2 separate regions of the Pan troglodytes genome follow, and region 1 is linked to region 2. The links are chromatin contacts, called in public HiChIP or PLAC-seq maps. All regions are on one chromosome and are shown on one strand. Each heading gives the region's core, a stretch centred on a gene start, on an enhancer-like site or on the middle of the called end of the contact. The rest is flanking DNA. Distances are from core to core; before and after follow the strand shown. Region 1 holds the start of PPP6R3 (protein phosphatase 6 regulatory subunit 3). Region 2 holds the start of C11H11orf24 (chromosome 11 C11orf24 homolog).

The links. HiChIP or PLAC-seq counts read pairs in DNA pulled down with a chosen protein or histone mark.
Region 1: an H3K4me3 HiChIP or PLAC-seq map of stem cell-derived excitatory neurons shows a contact between it and region 2, with 3 times the contacts expected there. The contact joins the promoter of PPP6R3 here to the promoter of C11H11orf24 in region 2. A contact is called at or near these places in 1 of 7 Hi-C or Micro-C datasets (blood) and 1 of 1 datasets of contacts at active chromatin or transcription factors (stem cell-derived excitatory neurons).

What each region holds. Positions count from the first base shown.
Region 1 is chr9:70,501,647-70,506,789 of NHGRI_mPanTro3-v2.0_pri, reverse strand. It overlaps PPP6R3 (protein phosphatase 6 regulatory subunit 3), which reads right to left and starts at 1,457. Exons shown (of 24, transcript XM_001173771.7): 1 at 1,344-1,457.
Region 2 is chr9:70,312,935-70,317,650 of NHGRI_mPanTro3-v2.0_pri, reverse strand. It overlaps C11H11orf24 (chromosome 11 C11orf24 homolog), which reads left to right and starts at 2,939. Exons shown (of 5, transcript XM_016921394.3): 1 at 2,939-3,140. LOC107967134 (a long non-coding RNA gene) reads right to left here and starts at 2,916. Exons shown (of 5, transcript XR_008537862.2): 1 at 2,821-2,916.

The DNA of each region.
Region 1 (5,143 bases), core at 208-2,707, 190 kb before region 2:
GCCATCAACTAGCCTAACCACTAATCAGCCACTGAGGTGATTCTATGTGCCAGGCACGGCTCTAGCTGTTTTACATGTATTAGGGCAATTATCCTGACAAACTTATGGCTGGGACACTTATTATTATTCCCATACTACAGAGAAAAAAAAAGAGAAGCTGGGTAACTTGCCCAAGGTCACAGAGCTAAAAAGTGGTCACTGACTCCACTCCACAGTGAGGAAAACCCAACCACCACCATAACTGGGTCTCATACACTTGCTCAGTTCGGTGGTTGGAAACCTGGAGTCCCTGTCCCCCTTGAAGCCTATCTGCAACATGACCTTGAGGACAAAATCAAAGTAAACGTCCCACGAATAAAGGACACCACCCCGTCAACAAGTGCTGCGAGGATGAAAGGGAACGCCTGTCAAGCACCCCCTCCCATAAAAGCAAAACAGACCCAAAGCCCCACAGAGAAAATGTGAAGTACCAGGAAAATGACATTAAGTCACGCGGTTGAAACGTCAGGGCACGGAGGTACATCCAAAGACCCATCCCGTTCACCTATAATTAAAAAGTCCAAATTGTGATCACAGCCAGCAGGACCTCAACAGGAAACACCTCCAAGTAAACAGTGAATGGGCTTCTTTAAGAGGGAGGGACTTCAAGCCACAAGAAGGACCACCCACCCCCCCACCCCCGGCTCAAATACACCAGGGAGGCATTCGAGACAGTTTACATACAAGCCACCTCACAGGAGTTAAAAAGCCACTGGGAAGGGTACTGGGAGCCTCGGAACTGGCTGGTGTGGATCCCGATGACTCTGCGGCGAATTAACAGAAACCCACAAAACTTGTTTCCCGAAGAGCAGAGTCCAACAATGGTCTTCGCGACTCTTGACGGCGAGTTGCTGCCTCAACTTGACGCGCTCCCCGAGGCCCCCGGGAGGCCCAGCGGGAGCGGAGACCGGGCGCGGGCCGGGGAGGGGCGAGACTGCGGGCCGCGGCCGGCGGGCGGGAAGGCTGGAGCCAGAGCCGGGTCAGGGGCGCGCCTCGCCCGCCCGCCGCGCCAGGCCGCGAACGTCAACGAGGCACAAAGTTCGCCGCCCCGACCGCGTCCCGCTCCCGGCGCCCGTCTTGGCGGGGCCCCCGGCTAACAGGAGCGGACGGGGAGCGGCCGGGAAGGACTCGGCGCCGCGCCTCCCGGGCCCGCGGAGCGACGAATTCCGGGGGGGGAGGGGAGAGGGGCCGGGACGTTCCCTCCCTGAGCCGCCGAGGCCCAGGTGGAGGGGCCCCGCGCCTGCCCGCGCGCCTCGCACACCCCGCGCCGCGGCCTGCTCCGGCGCCTCCCCCACCCCCATTACCTGGAGGTGCCCACGACCCGCCGCTAGTTGCGCTCAGGCGGGAAACGCGCTCACCGACACCATCAGCGAAGCGCCCAAAATGGCGGACGTATCAAGCAGGCCTTGAGTTCCCCCCGCCCTCCCTCTGGCCGCCTCTCAGCCAATCGCGGCCCTGTCCCCGCCCCCAGCTCCAGGCTCATTGGCCCCTCTCTCCCGCCCCCTACTACCTATTGGATCGCCTAGCGGCTCCTTTGACTCCGTTCCGATTGGCCCGCAAGCCTCGTCAGTCAAGCGCGAGGGGCGCATTCTTTTCCCATGGACTTGACGGATCCGGAACCTCTAGGACCCCGGAGCCTGAGAAACAAATCAGAAACGGGGAGAAACCTGGCTGGGTCCCCCTACGCCGTAGCAACAGCAGGTCCTCCGCTTGACGGACGCTTCGGACCACCAATCCGAGTGGCCAATGCTTTTTAAAACTAAATTGAGCCAAGCCAATCATGGCCGTGGAGCCGGAGCCGTGAGGGAGCCAATAGGGTGGCGAGCTGGCCGGGCGGGGCGGGGGCGGCGGGGGACACCGGTGGTGACGTGAGCCACAATATGCGCCGGCTGCAAAGGTTAGGCCGAGCTAGGGAATCAGCTTAAGTGGAGAAGCGTTCGTTTAGTATGTGAGAGGTAACGGGATCGATGCCCGCATTCGCCGCAGGGGAATTTTATCAGAATGATTTCCCATTGCGGTCTCTTTACCCGAAAGAGGTGGCTGTCCTCGTAGCGGTGTCAAGGTGAGGGATCGCGGAATATCCCTACCTGTGACGCACCGCCAAGAGATAAGTGCCCTTGTCCTGGGGGAAGGATTTAGACGAGAACTTTTGGGGTTTGGTTTTGTTTGAGACGGAGTTTCCCTGTTGTCCCCCAGGCTGGAGTGCAGTGGTGCGACCTCAGCTCATTGCAACCTCCGCCTCCCAGGTTCAAGCAGTTCTGTCTCAGCCTCTCGTGTAGCTGGGATTACAAGCGCACGCCACCATGCCCGGCTAATTTTTGTATTTTTAGAAGAGACGGGTGTTTCACCATGTTGGCCAGGCTGGTCTCGAACTCCTGACCTCAGGTGATCCGCCCACCTCAGCCTCCCAAAGTGCAGGGGTTATAGGGGTGAGCCACCGCTCCTGGCCTGGGGTCTTTTTTGAGACAAGGTCTTGCTCTGTTGTCCAGGCTGGAGTGCGGTGGGGTGATCATGACTCACTGCAGCCTCCACCTCCTGGGCTCAAGCAGTCCCCCCACCTCAGCCTCCCGAGTAGCTGGGACCACAGGCACGCACCACTGGGCCCCGCTAATTTAATTTTTTGTAGAGACAGGGTTTCCGTGTGCACACGAGCTTCTAAATGCTCCCCCGGGCTTCCCGTTCCCCGCCATATCTGTGCCTCCCAGGTAGGACCGAGGTCCCGGACATCAGGACCCCCGCCCCAAGAGCCAGCCCGGGACACCGAGACAGCCCACGGTTAGACCCCATGCTAATAACCTGCCTTATTCCAAAATGGATTTGAGGCGCCTCTCAGAGTCCCATGAAAATCCACAGGAGGTCCCGGCGCGGTCACGCCTGTAATCCCAGCACTTTGGGAGGCCGAGGCGGGTGGATCACGAGGTCAGGAGATCGAGACCATCCTGGCTAACACGGTGAAACCCCGTCTCTACTAAAAATACAAAAAGAAAAAAAAAATAGCCGGGCGCAGTGGCGGGCGCCTGTAGTCCCAGCTACTCAGGAGGCTGAGGCAGGAGAATGGCGTGAACCCGGAAGGCGGAGCTTGCAGTGAGCCGAGATTGCACCACTGAACTCTAGACTCGACGACAGAGCGAAACTCTGTCTCAAAAAATAAATAAATAAATAAAAACAAAAAAGACTGGTCTCATAAGATTATGATATTGTAGTTGTACTGGACTTTTTTTTTTTTTTTTTTTTCTGAGATGGAGTCTTGCTCTGTCGCCCAGGCTGGAGTACAATGGGGTGATCTCAGCTCACTGCAACCTCTGCCTCCTGGGTTCAAGCAATTCTCCCTGCCTCAGCCTCCCCAGTAGCTGTAATTACAGGTGCATGCCACCATGTCCCACTAATTTTTGTATTTTTAGTAGAGATGGGGGTTTCACCATGTTGACCAGGCTGGTCTGGAACTCCTGACCTCAGGTGATCCACCCACCTTAGCCTCCCAAAGTGCTGGGATTACAGGCGTAAGCCACCACGCCCAGCTGTACTGGATCTTTTCTATGTTTAGATACACAAATATTTACCATTGTGTTACAGCTGCTTTCAGTATTCAGCACAGTAACATGCTGTATGGATGTGTAGTCTAGGAGCGATAGGCTATCCCATATAGCCCAGGTGTGTAGTAGGCTAGACCATCTGGGTTTGTGCTAAGTATACCTGTGATGTTTGCAAAGGACAAAATTGCCTAACGATGCATTTCTCAGAACACATCTCCGTTGTTAACTGTACTAAGCCATTTTATATACGGGACTTGAGAATCCTTGGGGGTCCCAGAAGCAATCTCCCACGGATACAGAGGGACAACTGTATCTACCAGCCCGTGTACGCGCCACGAAAAGTACTGTGCTTCTGGGGAGGCTGCAGACAGGGCAGACCTTTCTCACATTGATCCTGCTACTCAGAGAGGCATGGAGGAACATAGTCAAGCCGGAAGCCAGCCTGGGAGGTGTGCTCTGTGCGGGGGTTAGGGAGGGGATTCACAGGCTGATCACCTGGGCAGGGCGGGAGCGGCCATACCAGGGAGAGAGGCCGAGGCAGCAAGGTGGAAGGAGCACACCCCGTGGAAGGCAGGGTGGGGCTGATCTCAGGTCTGGGGCAACAGCACGAGAAGCAGGTGCAGAAGGGACCATGGAGGCTTTGGAAGCCAGGCGGAGGAACCTGGGTTTATGCTCAGACCATGGAAGCCAAGGAAAGCTTCCGGGCAGAAGAAGGGCTGGCCATACTCTAGAGAAGATGGCTGGAAGCGAGAGCAGGGAGCACCAGGTGTAGCACAGGGCCAGAGGGGCAGCTTGGAGCTGGACTAAGGAGCCCGGGAAAGGTTGCAGAGAGTCCTGGGACTGGCTGGTGCCTGAGAGGGAGGCTGGGCCATGGGCAGGAGGGGGCAGCCAGGGCTGGGCTCCCATCCGTCCTTCCCTGCTGGGGAGCCCAGGGAGGACCCAACACCCCCACCGACACTTGCATCCCTATACTCACTCATCATCAAAGGATTTGCCAGTATCTGCACCAGGCTCCTCCATCCCTGACTCTGAGGTGGGTCACAGGGCCATATACATTATAATGAAATCATACAGTACCTTGCCCAACGTAAGTGGGCCCCTAAGGTCTCCACTTATGGTTTGCTTCTAACCTAACCAGAAGGTTGAAGTCAGGGAGGACTTCCTGGAGGAGGAGGTATCTGAGCTCAGCCTGGGTCCTGAGAGCCATGGGGAGCTACTGACAGGCTTTAAACAGAGGAATGACTTAGAAGCTTTGCATTCTACACAGATTGACGTCTCTACCCTAAAACGTCTAGATTTCAGGGATCACCACCTTCTGTCTTTCCTCCTGATCCTTTTGTAGTTTAATGTTTCATATTAATATTCAACTTTTCAATCCATCTAGACTTTAAAAAAAAACAACCCCATAAATATATGTACCTGCTATGTACCTGCAAAAATTAATAACAAATTATTAAAAAAACACACATGTAACTGAATAGTTTCAAACATATTCAAAAGCAGAGAGAAGAGCAGGCTGCATGCTCACGCACCCATCACCTGGCTATCATGACTTAAATTTTGGGAACAGA
Region 2 (4,716 bases), core at 1,690-4,189:
GTATCTTCCCTAGGAGCTGTGGTTTCCAAGGAGCAGTATTTGCTAAGTCCGTGTACTGGGTGACTTTATTCAACATAACTACTGCAAATACCAGAATTGACTATGATGAAACGGAGGCACAGAGCCTAAGCTTCTTGTTTGTTGTCATTTAGCAAAAAAATGAAGGGTCTGAAGCCAGGCAGTGCCATTCCAGAGCCCTAACTTTCAAATGTCGTATCTACAAGGTCTTACATTCAAATAACATTGTAAATTCAACAACAAAGAGGACCAAGCTCCAAGTTTATTCAGCTATTTCTGCACAGAAGGCACCTGAAATGATCCGTGCCTGGAAACAAAAGGTAGAGGATGTAAGTGTATCATTCTCTATTTTATCCACAGCCCTCAGAAGCAGCTGGTCTGCCTGGCTTTACTCTCCATAACACTCCACAGAACAGTTTTGCAGTTCCCAGAGCTGTGCCTTCAATGGACTCTAGGTTTCAGGTGACCAAAGATGCTATCAGAGAATATGACTTTCTCATAGGAGAGAATGAGTTTCTCGGTATGTTGGACCATCTCAGCCAGATATTTCTGTGTCAGAAACCCATCAGTAACACTCTAGACTGGAGATCAGCAAATATATTCTGTAAAGGGCCAGAGAGTAAATATTTTAGGACTTGTGAGCCATATAGTCTCTACAACTAGTCGACCGTGCCCTTTTATCAAAAAAGCAGCCACAGACAATACCTAATGAAGAGGCATGACTCTGTTCCAATAGAAATTTAAGAAAGCAGATGGGCTGGGCGCGGTGGCTCACGCCTGTAATCCCAACACTTTGGGAGTCCGAGGCGGGCGGATCACTGGGTCAGGAGATCAAGACCATCCTGGCTAACATGGTGAAACCCTGTCTCTACTAAAAATACAAAAAATTAGCTGGGCGTGGTGGCGGGCGCCTGTAGTCCCAGCTACTCGGGGGGCTGAGGCAGAAGAACGGCGTGAACCCGTGAGGCGGGGCTTGCAGTGAGCCGAGATGGCGCCACTGCACTCCAGCCTGGGCGACAGAGCAAGACTCCGTGTCTAAAAAAAAAAAAAAAAAAGCAAGCAGATGGAAGTCTAGCTGCCCAGCTGCTCTAGAGGAGAGGCTGTGTCTTATGTTTGTAATTTCAGCCCCAGCAGTAAAAATTGTCCCTATGTTGCCAAAGAGGAAATGAAAACAGAGTCACAGTCATTGATTTTTTTTTTTTTTTTTTTTTTAGAAGGAGTCTCGCTCTGTCGCCTAGGCTGGAGTGCAGTGGTGAGATCTTGGCTCACTGAAGCCTCCCCCTCCCAGGTTCAAGCAATTTTCCTGTCTCAGACTCCCGAGTAGCTGGGAATACAGGCACACGCCACCACGCCTGGCTAATTTTTATATTTTTAGTAGAGACGGGTTTCACCATATTGGTCAGGCTGGTCTCAAACTCCTGACCTCAGGTGATCCGCCCGCCTTGGCCTCCCAAAATGTTGGGATTACAGGCGTGAGCCACCGCGCCCAGCCCAGTCATTGATTTTTGAAAAGGGCAGGCAAAGAACTAAAATCTGCCTGACGATTGTATATTTTCACTTCTGGAGTGAGCCTCAATACCGTACTTCATGTTAGATCCGAACTAGTTGGAAAAATTAAAGCAAATACATAGTGAAAGGATCTGATCTTCACATGATTCAACCGGCGTTGGGTCTCAGCAAACCCAACTTTGCAGGTTAAATTCCACACATGAACTGTGGTTGAACTGGGGATGGTGGTGGTGACATCAAATCGCATTTCAGGTGCTCCCAGAGCTCGGAGTGGATGGTAGATCCTGTCTTTGCCCAATCTCAGCTTTCTGTGTCTCTTAGCTTCCTAGCCGAAGACCCCAAGGCAGGTTATAAAACTGGAAATAAAGTCTTGGTTTGCTCCTGTGAAATCATCCTTCGCAGACAGGTTTTGGTTTGGACCGGGGGATGCCTGAGGGTCTTATACAGACTGGGATTCAGTCACAGAACTACTAACTTGCAAAGCCTATTTCTTTCTTTCTTTTTTTTTTTTTTTTTTTTTTTGGAGACAGAGTCTCGCTCTGTCGCCCAGGCTGGAGTGCAGTGGCACGATCTCTGCTCACTTCAACCTCCACCTCCCAGGTTCAAGCAATTCTCCTGCCTCAGCCTCCCGAGTAGCTGGGACTACAGGCGCACGCCACCACGCCCGGCTAATTTTTTGTATTTTAGTAGACACGGGGTTTCACCATGTTGCCCAGGCTGGTCTCGAACTCCTGAGCTCAGATAATCCGCCCGTCTCGGCCTCCCAAAGTGCTAGGATTACAGGCAAGAGCCACCGCGCCTGGCCTGCAAAGCCTATTTCTAACCAAAGTCAAGTCCCACACACTTGCCTCTACATTGCGTTTTGCTCCTTTGTTATCCCAGGTTTTACAATTACAGAGCACTTGATGAGCCTATTTCCACGTCTGTAAAATGGGGCGAAGTTCTTCACTGTGCTATTGCAGAATTAATTCACTGGCTCTATAGGCAAAGTGCTTAGCACGGGCGTGGCACGCTGCGGGTGCACAGAAACGCTCGCTGCCACCCCACCCTTAACTACCGGGCACCCCAGCGCCCCGCCAGGGGCTGAAGAAACGTGGGAGGAAGCGGAGGAACGCGAAGGGCGTGTGCCCGCGAAAGGTCTCACGAGGCGTTTCGAGGTCGCCTCTTCAGGCTCGGCTGCCGACAAGGTGCCTCTGAGCTCACCCAGCCCAACCCGCGCACCCCGGGACCCCAAGACGGCAGCGGGCACAGCTGGGCAGCAGAGACCCGGGAACACCCACTTCCGCCACAGACCTGCTCAAAATAGCTCCTTCTGGCAGCGCGCGAGACGTGGCCCGAGCCGGCCCCGGGGAGGCGGGGCCTGAGAGCAGACAACCCCCCCACTTCCGGCTCGCCTCCGTTCGCCACAGGCCCCGCCGCAGCCGCTCTTCGCCCGGGCCAGGAGGCCCGCCCCGCCCTCCGTGACGTCATTTCCGGCGTTTGGGCGGGGCGCGGGCAGGGCGCGCTGCCCGGAGCTGCCTGGGTTGCGCTGCCGGCCACGTCCCCGCGCCGGGCCTCAGGCTCCTTCCTACTGTCCGAGGGCCACCAGGCCGCCGGGGGCCTGCTGCGCCCGGGTAAGGGGCTCGCACTGCCGTCCGGGTAGCTGCTGTCAGGGCTCCCTGACTGGCTTGGGACTGAGAGACAGAGGTGGGGGGCAGGAGGAGGGTTGGATGGGGGCACGAGGGGCAGTGGGAGAGTGAGTGGGGCTGAGAGAGGCAGGAGGAACGGGACAGGAGGAGCGGCGGATGGGGCACGCACAGAGTGCAAGACGCTGAGCAATGCAGGTACTGAAGAAGTCAACTGGGGGCCGAGCATGGCTGGGGGCCCAAGAGGCAGGAGGAGGGAGGAGGGCCGAAGGGGGCCCAGACTGGAGAAGAGGCCGGCTTGTCCCATTGTGGGAGCAGAATGGGGACACTCTGGAAGGGGGCCGAATTTGTCCTGGGGTCTTTCCCGGGCAAGCCCAGGACGGGACTGGACCCCAAGAAGTGTCGCTCTTACTTGAGTGACACAGACCTATCCCCCAGACCCTCTCTCTACCTGGGTGGAGGTTGTGCATTGCCCCAGATTCCCTCCCCTGCCCATCTGTCTCCCTGCCTGCTTCCCCCGTGCGAGTCACTTAGTAGCCCCCGTGTGGCTGCTTAGCATGTTGACTTAATCGTTAGGCTGATAGGAGGAATCGGCCTCCACACGCATGGTTTGCCACCAGAAATAATCATCGTGCTTAGAAATCTGACTGTAACAACTTGCAGCTATCCCTCGCCCCAGGAAAATCTCTAACATTTCGATAAAATCAGCTAGGAAAATCTTTAAAATATAAATGTTTCCATTTATACAGTGGATCTGCCTAATGGACAAAGGAATGTCAGAGCTACCCACGTTCTTAGCAAAAACTAGGCCCTAGTATTTAGCTGTGTTACCAAAACTTCCAGAAACCTGGAAGCAAGCAAGGTAGTTAATGTAATATAATAAATGTCCAATGTTCTAGGTTCCCGTCTGCCACAGAGTCACATCCTTTGGGCTACAGGACAATGTCTATATACACAAAGCCATAAGTCTGTGTTCCTTGGGCTTCTGCTACCAAAGTTCAGCCAGGTGATGTGTCAGGATTAGGTACCTGCAGTTTGCCCTGTATTTGTGTTTGCAGTTCCTACTCCTTGGTATCTGTAGCTTGCCTAACTTGGTGTGGGGGCCTGGCCATGTTGCTGCTGAGTGAGTCTTAATAGCCTGATAGAATGTGGGGGTAACAGCTGTAGTCCTTTACCAAGCTTCAGGATTGGTCTTTGGAACCTCTCTATGCCAGGAAAAAAGAATTAAGTTATTTCTTTCCCCCCCTTTTTTTTTAAGAGATGGGGTCTCACTATGTTGCCCAGGCTGAACTCAAACTTCTGGGCTTGTAATCCTCCCACCTCAGCCTCCTGAGTGTCTGGGATTACAGGCATGCAGCACCACGCCTGGAGTCCAGTTTTGTGTAACTTGCATAAAGTGCCCCACATATAACAAGCCAAGGTTCAGAACACAAGAATTCAGACAAGATGCCTTGGGAGGCATCTCGAGGTCATGAACCAGAAAAGGATAGGGAGGTTGACACCCAGGGGCATAGTTGGGGGGTGCTTTTGTCATGGAGTGTCACCTGGCTCAAGGGAGTATCCT